2 separate regions of the Gossypium hirsutum genome follow, and region 2 is linked to region 1. A link is a contact called in public Hi-C data. All regions are on one chromosome and are shown on one strand. Each heading gives the region's core, a stretch centred on a gene start, on an enhancer-like site or on the middle of the called end of the contact. The rest is flanking DNA. Distances are from core to core; before and after follow the strand shown.

Region 1 (3,281 bases), core at 550-3,049:
AAATGCATATGCTTGACTTCCTTGATTTATTTATTCTTCTCTTGATATTAAGACCCAGATTCGACCACACTTGGTTGTTTGTTTTATTGCAGCTCCACCTTTACTTAGTTGCAAGTCATTAACAAACTCAGTCCATTAAATGTGTGTTTTTAAATTTAACAAGATTAAGAAACTTGCTACAAATTCTTCTTTCTCGCGGTCTCAGTGTTTATCCTCTCCTGTATTGATATATAAAGAAAAGATTCTATTGTAATTGTATCAAATAATAATATAAAGATGTATATATAATTATTAAAAAATAAATAAAAATTATAAATTATAAATATTGAGAGGTGTTGGATGTCGAACTCTCAACAGAAAGTATTGTTCCACTCAAGAGAACACCTCGATTCACAGTTGATGTAGATACAACCTAAGTGTACTTTTACATAACCTCTTTTATGAGCTTGCAAGTTATATGTATACCAACCATCAACTAAGACACCTGGAGTGAAATAATACTTCCCATTAAGAGTCAAAAATCCAATTTCTCTCGACAATAAATACACCTGGACGGAATTGATGAACACCACCTATATTCAACTACCATTTTTACAAATTCACATTAAAGAGCTGAAGGGTTTTATTATTATTAGTATTATTTCTTTCTTTAGCCTTTTATGATGTTTGCAAGTTCACAGCCCAGTAACCTTCTCCACCACAAAATGCGGTACGGAAATATAGTCTCTCCTACCTTCATTACTTCTCTTTACTTTTAAGGGAAACCGATCGCAGGAGCAATAAAAATAAATTCAATAATTAAAATTATTTTGTTATATTTTTATTTATCATAATATTATTTTTAGTTACATTATTATAAAATATGTTTTTTATTTCAAAATGCAATATTAATAAATTTTAATTTTATAATATTAGTAATTAAACCTAAATTTTTAAAATTAAAAATTAAAAAAATCTAAATTTATAAATAATAAAATAATTTATAATATATTTTAATCAAAAAAATAATTGAAGAGACCATCATTGTGTTAAGTATTAAAAGACAACACAAGTTTTAAGTAATATAGAGGATAATCAACGGCAGAAATAGTAAAACAAACCCGAAAGGTGTAAAAACAAAAAGGAACACGCGTCCTAATCCCAGGGCTAGCCGCCCAATTAATGACCCATACTTCTTGGTCAGAATGACCCCCGTTATTTCACCTTTGGTAATAATATTCTAATAGTTACTATGAACAAAAACGTGCTGATTAAAATTTTAATGGTAATTCAATTATTATTGGGTTTTTATTTTTGTTGTTTAATTGTGAAAATTCTAAAAATAAAAAAAATTTAAAATAAAAATAAAAATAGATATTTAAAAGGAAACTATAAGTATCAAACTATTACAAATGAATTATCAAAGTAATTATAAAATCAAATCAAATCATTATAATATAAATAAATTAAGAATTGATACAATTCAGACTAAAGTCAACAAACTAAACTAAAATCTAAATACATGTTAAAATTTTGACACCATATAATTATGCACAATAAATCTTAAACTTAAATGCTAAAAACCCATAAAAATCATTTAAGAATTGACCCAATACCACATTAACAAATAATAATATTTCTAAGTTCGGTAGACGAGCTGATTAGCCTCTTTATGTCAATGTTGTTGCATCAATAAATTTAGGCCCCCTATATGGATGAAGACAGAGAATTGACAATTGATGATGAACACCTACCACAAGTAATAATAAAAGCTGAGAAGGAAATTATTGAACAACCCAACATTTTATACCTATCTCACATGCTTCAGTCTCATGATAATTGGGATCTACAATAAATGTACTACATAAATAGGGCAACCCAAACCCTGAGACCCTCATCAACTCAAGTTAGATATTAGAATCGAGAATCATAATGAACATTGGAAGTGAAGCTCAATATAGAAACATGGTGAAAGAGTTGAATGTAGATGAAGGTGAGTCTTCAGAGCCAGTTAGTCCCACTGGTCAGTATTTCAACAGCTCAGTGCTGTCCATTTGTGTTCTTGCTGTTTTGGACTCCGATATCCCTATCGATGATTCCCCAGCCTTGGCTTTGCTTAAAGATGTCTTCCTTCCCATTAATCCTCGCTTCTGTTCCCTCATGGTATATATATATGTCTTACACTTTATTTTCTCTTTCTCAATCATCTTTCAATGGTGCTAACTATTAAAGTGATGCTGAGAGACAGGTTAAAGATGAAAATGGAGTAAAGCAGTGGAAAAAGGTAGAAGTAAAGCTAGAAGATCATGTAAACATCCCTAATTTTCCACCAGGGTTATCACCAGCATCTTATGACAACCATCTAAGCAACTATCTGTCCAAAATAGCAATGGAACAACTCCCACATAACAGGCCACTATGGAACATTCATATCATCAAGTACCCAACTAGCAATGCAGCTGGTAATCTAATATTCAAGCTCCATCACTCACTGGGTGACGGCTTTTCTCTCATGGGTGCTCTTCTTTCTTGTCTACAAAGAGCGGACAACCCTTCGGTTCCATTGACATTCCCTTCACTTACTTCAGCCCCCACAACCACAAGTCTTTCTCTCAAGACCAACTGCATCTTCAAGAACATTCCTAATGTCTTATGGTCAGCTTTCAACACCGTATCAGATTTTGGGTGGAGCCTGTTGAAAAGCAGCTATGTTGAAGATGATATTAGTTTGATAAGATCCGGGGGTCCTGGAGTAGAGTTCAAGCCAATTGTAGTTTCAACAATGACATTTTCACTTGATCACATCAAACAAATCAAGACCAAGCTTGGAGTGGTATGCTATTTTTTGGTACTAAAATTTATGTCACTTGCACATTAAATAACCCATTAGTTGTTTTCATTCAATCTGCCTTACAATTATGCATTTAATTGAAAAGACTTATATTTTAATAAATAATAGTAATATATTGTTAATGAATTAGATAACAAAATTTTAATTCAAAAATTCAAATCAGGTAAAGTTTATATATAATTTTAATAATTTTTCACATAAATAATTAAATATAAATACTTTAATCTTTTTAGTGAAATGGTAGAGGATATAAAAGATCTAAACATTTAGCCTTATTAGATAAGTTGCATTTAAGAATCTGCAATTCTGCGCCTATTTTCCTTCATTGAGAAAACAATATGCTGGTAGACAAGTTTGTTGATGTTACACCTCTGTATATCTTTCTCATTATATATATTTTTTAAAGACAGTCACGAACTTAAAATATAAACAATAAAATAAATATTAAATT
Region 2 (3,281 bases), core at 283-2,782, 160 kb after region 1:
TAAGTCGTCTCGATTCTTTCATGTCAACTAGAAGTAGTAGCCACCTTAAATGTACTAAATTGCGAGATAAAGCATTAGCAAACCCCCAATCAACCACTCTTGAAACCTCAATAGTTTGAAAGTTGTTCTCCAGCCATCTCATCTTGATCCAACTAATCCTAAATTTGTACTCCAATAGACACTACTAATAGACCCCATATCCACATCCCCATCAATTTCAACCTAATTTCTCAAATAATTTCTTTTTCAACATATTAACGAACTCTGTACACTAAACTAGATCATCTTTTCAACATTTTCATTTATTACCCCAAATTTTATGTATAATTGATTAAAAAAAACTAACTATTAAAGTAAATTAAAGGTTTAAGATTTTGAAGTTGAGGATTTTCCTCAATTATTTAATTATTTTTACTTGGTAAATAAAAATTGAGGTAGAAATTTTTATTAAAATGTGAATGAAAGTACTATAATATGATTAGATTATTATTTTATCGGGAATGTAAATTATTCACTAACATGAAACATCTAATTTCCAAATTAGTATTCTGTCAAGTAGATATGCAGGAACCCCAAATCAATGGAGTGTCACCTTGGATATTAAAAACCAAAATCAGTTTGTATTTACGATTAACAATGCTTCTAAATGACAGCAACACCAAATTAAAACAAACATACATTAACCTTAATAGCGGCTACGCCTTGCCTATCTTGGTGAAGTCCTACTACTCCCACTCTGCGCCTCTGTTTTCTCCTTATCTCCTTCACTTTCCGGTTCATTGTTAACCTCCTCCACCATCTTCTTCACATCGCTACCTATCCCATCGCTAAAGTTCCTCTCTTTTGCTCACCAAGCCGCTATTCTTCGCCACTCGCTCAAAATCATCGCCCAGTTTCCGCACCGCACCGTTCCTCAATACCCTCTTCTTTTTTCTCTTCGCCACCGTTACTTCATCATCATCGCCTTTGTTTTCATCCTCGGTGTCGTCGTCATCGTTAAGATCCAAGAACCTCCTCCTTTTAACCGCCACGGGAGCAGGAGGGGGAGATACGTCTTCGTCATCTTCATCGTCCCTTAAGCTTTTCTTAAGGTTAAGACCCCTGTCGGGGGTGTCCTTGAGGAGCTTCTTGCGCTGAGCTTTAAGCCTTTTGACGTTGCCTTCTATGCGACCTTGGAGGCGAAGGCGCTTGAAACTGAGACCACCCATGGACCAATGGGCTTCATCGGCCCATGAGAGCAGCGGATCAAGGACTGGAACAGGAGGATCCACGCGTCCGGGGTTGAACTTGGTGTCGGTGTAGATGCGAGGCCGTGGAAGACTGCTTCCGTAGAACTTGCCAGGACCGAGAGAAACCACCATTGTTTGACGCTTAGTAGTAGTCTGAGACCCTTTCGGGAATTTCGATAAACAGTTTAGTGAGATCGAAGAAAGCGGGGTTTGGATGGTGTGTGTGACAGAGGTGTGGTGGGCTTTTGTATTTGAAGCTTTAGAGGGGAGTTTAAGGTAAGCGTGGCGGGTGAATTTAGCGGGAAAGCTATGGTTTGGAGATTGGCGCCCAAATTTGGCGCCATCCTTGGCTGGCAATCAAGGTGTTTGGGGCTTTTGGCGGGTAATGATCTACAATGCTAAAATGGAAATAAATATTTCACGTCTCAATTACTTGTAGAGATAAGTAAAAGACAAACCTTTTGTCTCAACATTTTTCATTTCTCCATTTCAACTTTTGTTCAATTTAGTATGAATTTTCGTGTTGTTGTAAAAAAAAAAAGTATTTTTGATAAATGAATTTATAACCTATTAAAGTAAAAAAAATTATTTAAATAATCATTAAATTCATTAATATTATAAAATTTCAATAAAAATATAAAATAATTATTTATAATTCGTTATTAATATTTTGATATATAAAATATAATATTTGAATATTTTTAAGCAATTAGCATTAATTATTTGTAAAATTTAATTTGAATATGTAAATAATATTTTAAATATTAAAATATAATCATTACAAATTTATATATATGATTTATATATTTAGAATAAATTTCAATAGAAAAATAATTTTATATCCAATTTAAATATCACGTAAAATTATAAATAAGAAATTATAAATAAGAATTAAAAATGTTTGACTTTAAAAATACTTTTCCCATTTTTCCAAATGCAAGAAATTAGAAAAAGTGCTTTTGCATTTGGGTTCAAAAGCACTTTTTAGCGCCCATTAGTCTAAGTTTAAATGGACCAATAATAAAGAGAGACTTGCTAATGCCAACTTTAAAGCATTTTATGATATCTTTTGTGGCATTGATCAACAAGAATTTAAGAGGATCTCTAAGTGCATTATTGTTAAAGAGGCATGAGACATTTGAAACAGCCCATAAATGTATTAGTACACTTAAACAATTCAAGATGCAAATGTTAACCACCAAATTCAAAACTCTAAAAATACAACATCCGGAAACCATCAATGAAATCTATATTATCCTATGTGATTTTCCTAATCAAACATTTACTCTTGGACAATAATACTCCGGCTCTAAGTTAGTTAGAAAAGTCAATGGGGCAAAATTAAAGGTGAAAGGAGTATCACATTACAAGTAACACATGAAGTGATTGTTGGAAAAAAAATATAAACGCCATATATATAATAAGAATAATTACATGCTATTATTTACTATCATAAAATATTAATTTAAATTAAAAGTGATCTAATTTAGCTAAAGTTTATTGGGCTTCAATTATTAAATAAAGTAATACATGTAGACAATCTAGTAACTAATTTCTAATTGATGATGGGCTGATTAGAAATTAAGATTAATGTAAAAAAAGTTACATACTAGGGTTATGATCCCAAATTGCATATAGTAACTTTTCTAACTTCTCATCTTCAAAAAAAAAATAAAATTAAATAAGGATTCACTAAAATTTGGTGGTATACCTAAGAAGTCTCACTAACTCTTTGATTACGGACAAGAAAAGAGGAGAATTCAATTTATATAGAATGAATCTAAAATCAATCTACCCACGAGGATTAATTTGAAAAATCAAAATTACAAGGTTTCCAAATTTTATGATATCAATGGATTCAAGTATGCTTTTGCATCTAATTTTGTATTTTATTATTAATAATTTGACATAACAGATATTAATTTATGGTTTTAAGTTTTATATCAAACTTTTACTATTCTTACAGTGGGCACTTCAATCTTCATTTCAATTGAAGAGCTTCAAGAACAATTTGTTTTGCTTACCTAGACCTTTAATAAAACACTTAAGAAC

The links. Hi-C and Micro-C count contacts between places; a contact is called where the count stands out from the background.
Region 2: a Hi-C map of leaf shows a contact between it and region 1, with 1.6 times the contacts expected there. The contact joins the promoter of LOC107948978 here to the promoter of LOC107898968 in region 1. A contact is called at or near these places in 3 of 34 Hi-C or Micro-C datasets (hypocotyl and leaf).

The regions. Positions count from the first base shown.
Region 1 is chrA04:81,685,333-81,688,613 of Gossypium_hirsutum_v2.1, forward strand. It overlaps LOC107898968 (O-acyltransferase WSD1), which reads left to right and starts at 1,800. Exons shown (of 5, transcript XM_041111511.1): 1 at 1,800-2,142; 2 at 2,228-2,812. The coding sequence starts at 1,912.
Region 2 is chrA04:81,844,986-81,848,266 of Gossypium_hirsutum_v2.1, forward strand. It overlaps LOC107948978, which reads right to left and starts at 1,533. Exons shown (of 3, transcript XM_016883662.2): 1 at 679-1,533. The coding sequence starts at 1,361. The coding sequence ends at 828.